2 separate regions of the Gossypium hirsutum genome follow, and region 1 is linked to region 2. Evidence: chromatin contacts called from public Hi-C data. All regions are on one chromosome and are shown on one strand. Each heading gives the region's core, a stretch centred on a gene start, on an enhancer-like site or on the middle of the called end of the contact. The rest is flanking DNA. Distances are from core to core; before and after follow the strand shown. Region 1 holds the start of LOC121212512 (ATPase family AAA domain-containing protein 3A homolog). Region 2 holds the start of LOC107895353 (UDP-glycosyltransferase 73C1).

Region 1 (6,706 bases), core at 2,612-5,111, 380 kb after region 2:
TGGCCAAATCTCATACCCCCTAAATGCCATTAAGTATAATAAATACATTTCCATTTGTAAATAAATAAGGAAACAAGTTGCTTAAAATGATTTAAAAAGTATATGAACCAAAATTTGTTAAGGATATCTATGAAAAAAACTAAAGTAGAAAACCAAGTGTTAGCCTTATAATACTGACTCAATCACACAAAAAAGACTGCAATGTAATACCGAAAAGCTCCATGGTTGATGTCATGATTTTTTGAGAACTAATTTAGCATAGCACAATATAAATTTTTGAAATAGAGATATATCATATGCAATAACAGGATTGTGAAATAAGCTAGAAAGAAATTCCTGGTTGCAACTTACAACTTAAAATGGGATTCCCACGCTTAAAAGATTCGAGAAGAAACAATAAGACTAATAATGTCACTGTCCCCAACCTTATAAATACAATCGAGCAGATTGGCCTTGATGTTATTAAGGAACAATTTGCAATTTCGAACTTAATCTCTAAACCAACATCTACATTAATTAATTAACTGTCAAGGTACAAACATGAGGAGAGGATTCCAGAAGAGATCTTACAGTTTCAGCTTGGGCTTGCATTGCCTTAAACTCTGCAGCTCTTGCAGCCACCTCAGCCTGCCTTGTCTCTTCTTGCTTCTTCATAAGTTCAAAAGCCTGCAACAACAAGAAGCCATTAGCACCACAAAATGAATAACCAAACAGGAAATGTAAAACTCAACCCTCCTCTAAAACAAGCGAAAATAATATTTAAAAAAAGGCATTATGGTATGCAAATGTGAAGAAACCTTTTTAGCATTAGAGGAGCTGTTGATTTCCCCCAAGGCCTTGGCTCCTTTCTCCAAAGCCTGGGGATCAAAGCCAGCCAAAAATGTCCTGGGATTATGATTCCTAACCCTAACACCCCTAGAAGCCTCATTATCAGCCGTAGCTGCCGACGGCTGTGATTGCAATTGTCTAGGAGAAGATGTTATAGACAAGACCGAGACACTAATCAACTACTACAAATGTTTTTCATTTCTGTTATTTTTGTTAGTTTAAATGGCATGTAAAACGCTGCCTTTCTTTACTTGTTTTAATTGCAATTATACAGAGTCTTTTAGGGAGGAAGGGCTGAAACTTTAAAATGTTGCGTTGAGTGTTTTTAGCCCTTTATTAAGATGAGTCGTTTTGGAAACACCTGGAGGGTTGTTGCCAGGTTGTTTCTGAGACAATTACACGCACTAAAAACAGAAACAAACAGTGTAAAGGAGTTTATGAATTTATAATACAGTTTTTCTCTTATAATTTTTTCGCTTCTTTCTAACTTTTTCTTCCATTCTTCTTGTCTCTAATGGATTTTTCTTTCTTTGATTGTGACAAAGGTATTAGAGCTACTCGATTCTCATGGCCAACGAGGAAATCACCACCAGATTACAGAAGAAAATGAGCATGATACAACAAGATCTGTCCCAGCTGCACATGGAGATTAATTCCAAGATTGACTCATACCTTAAGGAGTTTCATGAGACTGTGAAAGGTGAGATTTGTACTGAACTTCATTCCCTTTTCGAGCAATATTTTGGGCCATATTCTTCTCCCACAACTACTGGAACACCTATGGACAATGGCAAGGGCATATTGGGCAGTTCCCCACCTGGGATTTCTACAAAAGAGCATATAGCTATTTCTCCCTTAGCAGATCTGTCGAATATAGGAACTCCAACTCGTATCAATCTTATGGACATGATTGGCAAGCCTTATAAACTGGAATGTCCTTGATTTGATGGAACAGATTTCAGAGGTTGGTGGGCAAAGCTGGACCAATTTTTTGAAGCTTAGGAAGTAAGTGAGCAAGCAAAAGTTAGAGTGGTTATGCTACATCTTGATGGTAAAGCACTGGATTGGCATCATTTCTTAGTCTATTCTAAGGACTGGACAATGCACCTACAACACTTGAGGGAAGTATTACAGCTATTGAGAAGCAACTAGTCATTTGCTAAAATGAGCAAATGTCAGTTTGGCACTAGTCAAGTGGAGTATCTAGGCCATGTCATTTCTGGTGGCACAGTGAGCATAGATTCCTCTAAGGTAAAAGGGGTTCTTAATTAGCCTCCACCACAATCCATCAAGGAATTGAGAGGCTTCTTAGGACTGTCAGGGTATTATAAAAGGTTTATCAAGGGTTATGGAGTTCTAGCCAAACCACATACCAATTTATTGAAGAAAAATGTTATATGGCAGTAGACTGAGGAGATGCAGAAGGCTTTTCAAGAGCTCAAAGAAGCCATTTGTCAAGCACCAGTGTTGAGTCTACCTGATTTTCAGAAACTTTCCTGTGTGGAGACTGATGCTAGTGCTATAGGAGTTGGGGCAATACTTCAGCAACAAGGGAAACCAGTAGCCTTCTTCAGCAAAGCTTTAGGCATCAACCATCAGGCTCTATCTATATATAACAAGAAATGCTCGCAACCCTTTCTAGCAGTTAAAAAATGGCATCCATATTTAGTAGGAAAACAATTTTTAATTAAAACAGACCACCAAACCTTGAAGTTTCTCTCAGAGGAGAAAGCAATCACCCCTTTTTAACAGAGGTGGGTTGCCAAAATGTTAGGGTATGATTACTCCATCATTTATCGAAGGGGGATTCAAAATATTGTTGTTGATGCTCTTTCAAGAAAACTGTGTTGTTGAGGTCCAATTATTTCAATGTACAGGCAGCAGTACTTTATCTTAGTCTGAGCTATGGGAACAAATCATACAAGCTGGTAAAAAAGATCCCATTTTGCAAAAAGCGTGTAAGGAGGTGCAATAACAACCTCATTCCCACCCTAAATACTCTTGGATGGTACAATTCTTCGAAGGAAAGGGAAAGTAATTGTAGGGAACCTGTTGGAATTAAGAAAGGCCATCTTCTAACTTTTTCATGGGGAAGCAATTGGCGGGCATTCTGGAATACATGCCACGAGGCAAAGAATAGTAGGTTTTCTCTACTGGAAAAGCTTTCAAAATGTGTCAAAACATGGGTGTGTGAATACTCTATTTGCCAAAAGTGCAAAAGTACAATGCTGCCTATCCTAACTTGTTAACACCATTACCTACTCCTGATCGAGCATGGGCTGCCATCAGCATGGACTTCATCGAGGGACTACCAGTGTCCAAGGGTAAAACAGCCATTATAGTGATTGTAGACAGGTTGACCAAATATGGCAACTTCATGGCTTTGGCACATCCATATACTGCTACCACAGGGGCTCAAGTTTATTTGGATCAGGTCTATAAACTACATGGAGCTCCTGAGTCGATTGTTTCAGATCGAGACTTCCTTGGTCATTTTTGGCAACAACTTTTCAAGCATTTCGGCACTAAACTCCACTTATCTACTGCATACCATCCACAAAAGATGGTCAAACAGAGATTTTGAACAAATATTTGGAAGGTTACCTCCGACGCACGACAAGAGAGAAACCCTCTGAATGGGCCATTTAGTTGTCATTAGCAGAATGTGGTACAACACCACATTTCATTCTGCAATCCAGACTACTGCATATGAAGCCTTATATGGCCAGGCACCTCTTATTCATTTGCCTTATTTGGTTGGATCCATTTTTGTTTTGAACCAGAAATTTTTTTTTTTAAATGTGGGTTTTGGGTTTAACTTCAAAACCCTTTTTATCACAATTTACTGGCTTGAACAGCAAGAAATTTCAAATAATATTCTCTAATCCTTTAAAAGAAAAAGAAAGAATTCACTGAGAAAATGAGAAGGCAAACAAAGACCAAAGGGCAGGGTTTTGGTAGGGTTTGTGCTCTAAGGAGTCGAAATTGGAATGGCATATTTTTTCGGCTGGTTTTATACTTTTCCTCCTTTTCATTGTACCAAATTTCGGTTGAACCGAGTATAGAACTCGGCCAAACTTTTGAGACCAAATATTGCAAGCGAAATATTAAACTAGTAAAAATATTATCTAAGGAATATTTGAAGGTTTATTTCATTTCTAAATGTGGAAAAAAATATAAAGTTGCACTATAATATTGTTTGAATCGAACTCGAATGGTCAATCAGATTGGTTAAATTGAAAATTAATTAGATATCAATCCAATAAAAATTTTGAATCAATTGACTCAGGACCAATATATACCGATTGAGCCGAATAAAAAATCAATTGAAGGAAACAATTTAACCATATTTTTAATTTAATTTTATCTTTCTAATTTTTAATCAAACTGATTGAACCAATCAAACCGATAACCTAACTAAACACGGTACGGTTTAATATCACAATTTTAAGAGTAACTGAATGATCTAACCGTTACTGTAAATTATAGTGATTGCATCTAAGCTTGTTGAAGCACAAAAATATATAATATTCTTTAATATAATGGAGACATTTTTATTTGATAATATATTTGACATGAAAATCAAATAATCTAAAATTTCCATTGAAAATTTAATCCAATGTCCATAATTTTGGAGTCATCACATCACCATCCCTGTTTTTGCATTCAAATATACATATCACAACTGTAATTTCAATCTCATGGCAAAAGAATTAATGTTAATTGAATGCAGCAGATATCAAGTCATGGATATGAGAGCCATCCCATCCATGTATACTCTCTACTCATCAAATATTCAAGTAAACAAATCCAGACATGAATTTACTTACACATAATTTGCAGGGACAACCAATCCAATCCAATCCAATCCTAGTATACCAAAGAAAAAGTCAACAATCTTCTCATGTGTTTTTACTTCCTAACTTCGAATAAATGGCTACAATGGCCCGGCATAGGCCTTCCGTCCTAATATTATGGAATCAGAATGTGATTAGATCATCTTTAGATGCTTGCTGCTTCTTTAAATCTTGCCCCCTTTCAGATGAACCCCCACCTTTCTTACCAAAAATCATTTCATCCAGATCATCCATCATGTCATCATTGCTTCCGCCATGTGTTCCATGTCGAGTACTTGTTTTCCTAATAAAGGCATCTTCGTTTGTATGACGGGGCGAATCACCAGGTTCAACAGCCACAGGAATCATTGCGGGTTCTGGCTCGTGACGAACTACTGATGGCTTCTTCAACTCTTCATACTTTGAGAGAGCTTTCTGGATCTCATCATTCACATTCAAAGCTTCAAAAAGCAGGGCCTCGTTATCTCCAGCAGTCTCAATGATTCTTAGAACAGTGGACTGGGACTGACAACATTGTTGGACAAGCGTGGTTGTCAGGTCATCCTGACATCAAACACACAAAAATTACTGGGACCTTAAAGAATGACATCATTATCATCTGAGTCTTAACTGGAATCGAACTACATGTATTGTGAAACTGTCATCTATATGTCACATTGTCAATGATCATCAAAATAAGCCCAACTTACCATCAACAGTCACCAAATAAACCAAGTAAATTTAAACCTAATCTGCTGAGTCATCTTATCACAAAGCATTAATTTTAATTTACCAGCTGCAGAGCAAGCAAAACAAGTCGAAGACATCCCCTTCAAACTTTAAAGTGAAAACTTGGTACTGTTGCACACGTCAGCATTCTCATCAGTATTAATTATTGAGGAGGAGATTTAACATGCATTAGCTACAAGCCTTCAAGTGCGACTGTCTGATACAGATCATAAACAGATAACTGAAAGATCTAAGAGATCTAAAAGGGAAGTAATTTCCTCCTTGAAAACAGGGAAAAAGGAAAAAATATTGACTGACAAATAAAATGAGCTTTTGCACAATAAAGGCTCACTGCACCGAACAGACTGAATATCATTAAACAAAGGAATGACTCATTACGCCAAAACTCAATTTTTAAGGCTTGTTACTTGGCAGCAGAGAACAAAGCATAATTTATTGGTACATGAAATTAGCAACTAAAAAGTATAATAAAGAAGACGATAATACCTCAAGAGCATCTTGTTGGGGTGATGAGGATAACACAGTTGAAAGAAGCTCAATGCAGTTTCTTGCCACATCAAATGCTTCCTTTGTTTGTTCAGCAGAAAAGCTTGGAACAGTAGTATCATGCTGAAGCTGCACATCACGCTGTAGCTGCTGTGCAAGACTGGCATCCACTTCTGCCGCTGAAACTGAACGAGCAGGGGTAAAAATAGGTGCCAAACTCTCATTATCACGACCAGGAAAGCGAATACCCCTTGATTTTAAACTCTACAGAGGAAAAAAAAAAGGATCATTGGAGAAAATCTTAAAATTCATCAATCGACAAGCCACAAGAAAAGGCTTATCTTTCACAGCTACATTGCACTGCATATTTTAGAGTGCATGCTAAATCCTAATGTAACACAAAGCACAAATTGCTCAAGAGACATTGATGCAGACAAATGTTACTAGCCAAGAATTTAATTGTTTGACAAAGCTTATTCAAGGATCATACGAATTGATCTCATATTTCAAGCAACTAAACAAAAAAAACAATTTTTTTTCCCCTTTTACGGGAAAAATTCCAATTCCATACGTTACTAGCAATGAATTTAATTGTTTGACAATGCTTATTCAAGGATCATATGAATTGATCTTATATTTCAAGCGACTAAACAAAATAAACAATAATATAGTTTTTCCTTTAACGGAAAAAACTCCAATTCCATGATTGAATGAAGTTTTGTAAGTTAATTCCTAAATTAACTACGATTCCAAGGCTGTAATAGCAATCAAAGGAATAGATTTGACATGACTTTCACTCAGATACA
Region 2 (7,378 bases), core at 3,346-5,845:
AAATTAAAAGGGGGTTTAAAATTAAAACAAAGTAAAAAGAAATCATAAAATAAAGGAAAAGAAAATCAATGAGAATAAACTCTAACCAAAGGTAAAATCTTCATTTGATTCGTAGATTCAATCATCGACACAAGGGTGTCTTAGATGCCTTTAATAAATTAGTTCTAGCTATCAACTTAGCATTGAGCAATGAATCTCTCCATACATGTTCATTAACCAAGAGGTAGCTTGATTGAAATTTTTTCTCTAACTGAAAAATAACCTTGTAACTCAACACTCAACATTAACTTACCGATAACATTAAGAATGAGTGAGACCTAATTCTAACCGACAAACTCACCTCAACGGGGTTAATTTAAGCTAGATTAGACATCCACACCACATAAACGTAAACCACCATATAAACGAGTTATGCAATTTGCCACTAGTATTAAAATGAATTTAACAATTACAAATTTAATTATTCTAATTGACAAAACAACTATTCTACGCTATCAAATATCAGTTGAATATTTATCAAACCTGAGCAATTGTAATTAAAATAGAAGATGCGTGAATACCAAAGAACAAATAAGAACTAAAGCATAAATAAATCTCATGAATTTATGGAAACAAACTTCGATTAACCTTCGACTAAAAAGAGGCTTTAGAAACTCGGAAAGAAAATAAAATGCAAAAACAAAATAAAAATAAGGTGGCTATGTCTTGTCTCTCTATTTTAACCTAATAATGTCTATTTATAGGGTAAAAATAATTTAATGGAAAAAATACAAAAGTCCCATTAATTTAATAAAGCAAAGTTTTTTTTTTCAAGATATTTTGGTAATTTTTACATCAAACTTTCAGACCGTTTTCGGACGTGTTCCTAATATTTTTTAGCTTCATCCATAAAATAACTTTAGTTAGATCTTTCAATTCCCTTCGAATCAATATATGGACTCAAAATAGAGGTTTGTAACTTAAGTTATAGCCAAAACACGAAAATTGCACTATGTTGAAAGTCCAAACTGCAAACTTCAAAAATAAAAATTTAAGCTATTTTTCTCTACTTATTCCATAAATCAAAACAATATAATTAACAACATATAATTTAATGGGAGAAATATTATAAATAAATAAATAAATTATGCACTTATGGGGAAGTCGATATAAGTGATACAAATTATGAAGTTTACATGGTGGTATTGTTGCTTTTTAAGTTGTCTTATAGGGAGGAAGTCCACATGGTGGATGAAGTTCATACATGTGCTGCGACTCGTACTCCTTTCATTTATCTTGAGATTGGGCCATTTGCATTTTACAATTATATTTCTCTGGTAAAGCATACATAGCGATTCATATAAGTGACCATGAAGTGACTCCCTAAGCTCTTTTGGAGTATGGAGATTTAGGTTGCCGCTTCATTTCAGGTGCTAAGTTGCTTCCTCTCATTAGCCCTTTGCCTGATATCTTGGATTAACCGTGAAATGTGGAGGTGGGAAGATCCCCCTATCTCAACAGCCTTATTTGCCATCTCTCCAAGTCTCTTAGCTCTTTTCCTTCTCTCTTCTCCTTCCTCTCCTTCATCCATCAGCTTTTCAATAGCCTCTTTAACATCTTCTTTCTTCACTAATACTCCAATTTTCTCTTCTTCTCCCCACCTCATTGGCTCCTCTACTCCCACCCTCACTCCGATTTCAACTATTTGTACAGCCAGTTTCTCATTGGCAAACTGATCAGCAAATAGGGGCCAAGTTATCAATGGAACACCGGCAGAGATGCCTTCGATTGTTGAGTTCCAACCGCAATGAGTTAAGAACCCTCCGATGGCCTGATGCGATAGTATTAGTACTTGCGGTGCCCAACCCCGGATCACAAGCCCTCTTCCTTTCGTTCTTTCCTCGAAACCGTCCTCTGAAATCCAGGTGTCTACATCATTCGATGCATCACTTGCTCTTATAACCCATATAAACGGCCTATTCGATGCCTCCAGGCCTAAACCGAGTTGTATCAATTGTGAGGGCGTCAAGTTCGATATGCTTCCCAGACAGGCATAGATTACGGTACCTGGTTTTTGAGAATCAAGCCATCTCAAGAACTCTTGTTCATCAACCGAGGCCTTGTTGCCTCTCTGAGCTTTATCCATGGCATCCTTGTTACATAGAGAAACCGGACCAATGCACCATACTTTGTCCTCCCTTGCCTTCTTGTATTCCTTAACATATTCGGGCTCCATCTCTTCGAAAGAGTTTATGATGACGCCGTAAGACTCGAGATCCGCCTTCTTCCGTTCCTCCGAAAATTGCTTGAGGTTTTCAGCCATAACTTGTGTGACCTGGCATTTAGTGAACTCAACTTTGTGGGGCATGTTAGGCACGACGAAGTACTCCGTCTCTGAGGAAACGTGGTCAAGAACGTTGGAGATGCGTAAATTATGGAGACAAACAAGACGAAAGCAACAAACTCCATGGAACACGATCCTCGGAATCTGAAACTGGTTGGCAATGTCGAGTGTGAACGCAAACAACACATCAGAAAGGATACAGTTGGGGCTTGGCGTTAGCTCAGGTAACAGTTTTTTAACTGGCGTTTCAAGCGCGTCGGTAGCTTGGTAGAAATTCCAGGCTAAGCTAAAGGAAGGCAGCATGTCGAAGCTCTCGCACCCTTCTGGCAATCCAAATTCAGCACATGGAAACTGTACCTCAAGTAGACGGATGAAGAGCCCCGATTCCATGGCACGATCGAGGGTTGCCTTGAACCTAGCTGCCTTTTGAGGCGTTGTAATGATGGTTACGATCACGCCTCGCTGTGCCAGCAATCTAGCAATGTCAATCATAGGGGCCATATGGCCTTGAGACATGAAGGGAAACACCACAAAGTGAAGCTGCTGCTCCTCTTGAGTAGGAGTCGCCATCGAAACTGTCAAAAACTAAACCATAAGTCTGGTTTTATATACTGATATAAATTTTGATGTTTTTTTATTATATTTGAGATATTTTAATTTATTTATATTGTATATAAGAAAAAAAGGCAAGCGAAAGAAAGGATTGAGGAGGTGACATAAGGGCATACATAAGCATTTTTGTCTATTTATGTAGAAAAAGTGAGTTAGGCTTTTTCTCATTTGTGAAATTATGATTGTAAGTGAAGTGCTGGGTGGCTAATTTCGTATAAAAAATAGGGAACATGGCAGACCAAGACTGGCATATTGATTTGTAAGTAGCCATCAAATCCTACACGAAATCAACTTTGATGAAAGTTTTAATATTTTCTGTAATTAATCTTATATAAAACATTATTCAATTTGTCTATTTGTGTTACTGAGTCATGTTTTTTTTTCTCGGTAAATTAATAATATTATTAATAAATTAGGAATTTCAAAGCTACAGAAGATCGCCTCAAATAAAAAAAAAAAAGAATCTTTAGCCACTCTTTTAACGCAATTGGCCACATCACAGAGGTTTGCCATAGAAACACCAAGCCAAGAAAATTAAGCAACAAATGATACTGAGAAGCCAAAACCTCAACTAAGCTAGATATCACCATCACTTCCGAGGCTGATTCTCATTTAAAAGAACCATCATGTTCCTAATCAATTTTTTCATCAAAATCAGATTGCTTCCAATTCAAGGAAAACAAGCTCTTCAAGCATGAATAAACCAAAAATAGGATCAGTCCTCGCCTCAAACAGCAAAAGCATCATAGCCAAATCACCACAGAGCCCCAATAAACGCCTCACATAAAAGATGTAGCCACATTTTGGTCCAATTCTGTCATCACTCTCTCTAAAGCTTCAAAGGCTGACCCTTCCAGATACAACTTCATTGGCATAAAAACATATCAGTCCAGAGGACTTTAACGCATGATCGGAGGAGAATATATGATATCTCTGCTAAAAAGACCCTTAATGAGAGTCAACCACTGCAAGTCAATTTCCATTCGTTGGTAAAACCATTAAAACTGTTCGGCTCATCAAATAAGAAGAAGGGAAAAAAAAAAGTCTTCACCCCAAAGCACAAATGATACCAACACTGACATTCATATTCACAACATAAGTCAAATACCTTTTTGCTCCTCAATCTCACAAGGACAAAAATTTGACCAGCACACAATCAAAATTTTGATCGACCTTTCCATTAAAGAACAATGCACGACACCTCTTTCAAACCCGAACCTTCAAGTTCCCCCAACGTCCTACATCAAGGCTGGCCTTTCTGCAATAGCGAAACAACTCTCTCACAACCTCTTCTTCAATTCCCCTTGCTTGAAGCCCCAAGAGTTTACCAAAATCCCTTACTCTACAAGTCCCACGCTTCTTCTAGCCTTATGAATTCTGAAATAACGACCTCATCACTGCAGCTAGCCCTCAGACCCAAGATTTTTCCCACTTCCCAAGCTTCCTCAGCTTCTTTACGGATGACTCTCCTTCGATCGATGAAATCTGAGTCGGAGAGCGAGTCGTTCACCACTTTGGATTGTTTTGGCCACTTCCCAGATCCTTTCTTCTTCTCAGGCGGTCTCCCTCTTCCTCTCTTTGTAATTATCTTGGCCTCACAAATACCCAGCTGTTAACGAATCTTCCTCACCTTAGTTTTGGTTATGGCTGACAATAGTGCCTCATCCAAGCCATCATGCTCATGACCCACTAAACAGTCATTATCCGGATCCGTAACTCATCAGATGGGCCTTCAAAAAGTTAAGGCCCACATTTACATTGTCCATTCTAGAGTCTCCTTCCGTCCCATTATTGGGCTCAATTTGAATGGCATCTTTGGATTGCAACCCATCTTTGAACTTTCCCCTGTATTCTCGAAGTTCTAACCGGGAATTAAAATCTAAGCAGCTTCCTTGTCACTTCTGTTAATGTGACTGTCGGCTGGAGCAGTCAAGTTGTCTTCTTGAATCGAATTTCCCAAGGACTGATGGCCACTGCCTCCTCAGAGATCCCCACTTTTTCTGTATTTTGTAATTTACACAAAATATTAAAGGCTTCTATTAATTTGCGTAAAAGAGTTATGTTTTATGTGATTGAATAATAATTTAGGTACAATTTTTAATCTAATCGATGCAATTCAAATAATATTAATTTTTATTTGATTTAATTTATATAACATTAATTTTTATATAATTAGGTGTCATGAAAAGCTTTTTTTTTTAAATCCCACCTTAAAACTCGTCAATAGTTTGTTAATTGAAAAAACTTTTAACAAAAATGAGAAAAATAAAATAAAATAAAAGTTTAAAATCATATCTAAAGACTAAATTTGTAATTCTATACATAAATTTTGATTTTGTATAATTTTATATATGAAATATTATTTTGATTCAATTTTTATAAATCATAACATCATTATCGATATAATATCATTTTATGTCTAAATATTGTATGCAAAAATAATTATATTTATCTAATATGGAAATAAATTGATGTATTTTTAAAAAAATATATATATGATTGAATCAAAATCAAAATTCAATTCGTAGAATCTTTTCAAATTAAAATTTATATATCAAATTACATTTTGAATCAAAATTTATGTATAATTTTAATATTTAACCCTAAAAACGAATAAAGTCTATGAAACTTTTAAATTTTATAAGTTAGACAGATATACTTGCATTAGACTTTACAAATTATGGTTTAAAATTTAAATTGTTTGAAACTTTTTCAACATTATAATTGAATCTTTAAAGTATTAATATTATATCAATCAAGTCATTTTGTCAGTTTAGTAAACAGTTTAAATTTAACATGCATACTTACTCTATGAACAATTTGAATATGTAATAAAAAGAAAAAAAATAGTCTTCTAACGTCAAATACAAACTTACATTAATTCTTAAACCCTACCTCGAGTGGGACACAGAGAATTATGAGAAGCGATTGGAGAGGCACTCGTGAACGACCCTCAACCTTATACCGTCTGGATGGTCATTCTATGACCAACTACTCACATGCTTTATATCATCCACGGGAGGGACCACCTGCCCTTAACCAATTAATTGGACCTTTTGTTAGGCCACCTGCTATTAATAGGTACACTCTCCTCAATAAGAAACCATATGGAACCATCACTTCTATAAATACTCCTAGCATCTCTCAAAACTCTTACAGTACGTTTGGTTGGTTGTAATGGAATAGGGTTGTAATTAAATAGAGCTGTAATGGAATAGAGCTGTAATAAGTAATTTAACTGTTTGATTGAATGGAATAGAATAGAACTGTAATAGTATTCTTGTATTTGGTTAAATAGAATGATGTTGTAATAGCATAAGGAAAAAAACTAAAACGACCAGAATACCCTTAGTAGAATTTTTTGTTAAGGTAGATAATTATTGTTATTGTTATTAAATTTTAATAAAATTATTATTAAATATATTTTATTAAAAAAATAATTTAACCATATTTTAACATAATTATTATTAAATATAATTTAATAAAATAATATGTAATTTAATAACATTATTAATATAATTATTATTATATGAATTAAAAAATCATAATATATAATACTAAAAAAATAATATATAATCTACTTTATTATTTTTAAACTGTAATACATATTTAATGTGCTAAAATATCATTACTGAAACAAATAATTTAATTATAAACAAAATATTAGAAGAATAAATAACTTGAGAATTATATTTCAGATCCAAATATAATATTCATATACTAACAAAAAGTTACATGATTTCATTAGTTTATATGTCATAATTCATATGTTATAAAATTTTACAACATCAAAAAGTTACAATATTGTAATCACATTCTATCATGTCATTATACTATCAAAAAGCTACATAAGTATGCATATTGTGTAATTATTCAGAAATTCAGTGTTAATTCCTTGAGAGCGACCACCTCTTGGTCAACTTCTTGAGTTTCTAATCTACTACACTAAAATTGTACGTTGATTGATTTGATTTTCTATGTTCTGAAAGTGGTTCTCCATGTTTGCCTGCAAACGTTGAGCTGTATTAGCGAAAGGCTCAACTAAATCTTCAATAGATTTACCTGGCTTAGAAGAAGATGGTTGTGAGGAAGCATGCAAGCTCAATTCATAGCCAATATCAGGAAAATTCAATAAATTCAACTTCAAAATTTACACAAATGTTGCAAGATAAATTTATTAAATTAGGACCCAATTGATAGAATGTATTAACAATAAGGGCTAAATTTGTTATTAGACCAATCAAAATCATGTATAATCCATGAAAACATTAACTCTATGATTAATTGTCCTTAATTTCTAACCTTCGAAATTGATAGGAAATAAATTGCTTTGATTTTCTTAGAAGGACCAATTTGCTCAATTCGAAATTGAGAGGAATTGAAGAGTTCTTTTTACCATATATTTTTTATGTCTATCTAGTTATAATAGTTATCAAGAAAAGG

The links. Hi-C and Micro-C count contacts between places; a contact is called where the count stands out from the background.
Region 1: a contact with region 2 is called in a Hi-C map of leaf, with 2.3 times the contacts expected there. The contact joins the promoter of LOC121212512 here to the promoter of LOC107895353 in region 2. A contact is called at or near these places in 6 of 34 Hi-C or Micro-C datasets (hypocotyl and leaf).

What each region holds. Positions count from the first base shown.
Region 1 is chrA13:100,216,742-100,223,447 of Gossypium_hirsutum_v2.1, forward strand. It overlaps LOC121212512 (ATPase family AAA domain-containing protein 3A homolog), which reads right to left and starts at 3,862. Exons shown (of 4, transcript XM_041085417.1): 1 at 1,501-3,862; 2 at 571-666. The coding sequence starts at 1,668. LOC107920152 (TOM1-like protein 1) reads right to left here. Exons shown (of 4, transcript XM_041085418.1): 3 at 5,901-6,164; 4 at 4,566-5,228. The coding sequence ends at 4,809.
Region 2 is chrA13:99,839,096-99,846,473 of Gossypium_hirsutum_v2.1, forward strand. LOC107895353 (UDP-glycosyltransferase 73C1) reads right to left here and starts at 4,596. Exons shown (of 1, transcript XM_016820665.2): 1 at 1,087-4,596. The coding sequence starts at 2,893. The coding sequence ends at 1,406. It overlaps LOC107895355 (a long non-coding RNA gene), which reads right to left. Exons shown (of 4, transcript XR_001683494.2): 4 at 6,631-6,941.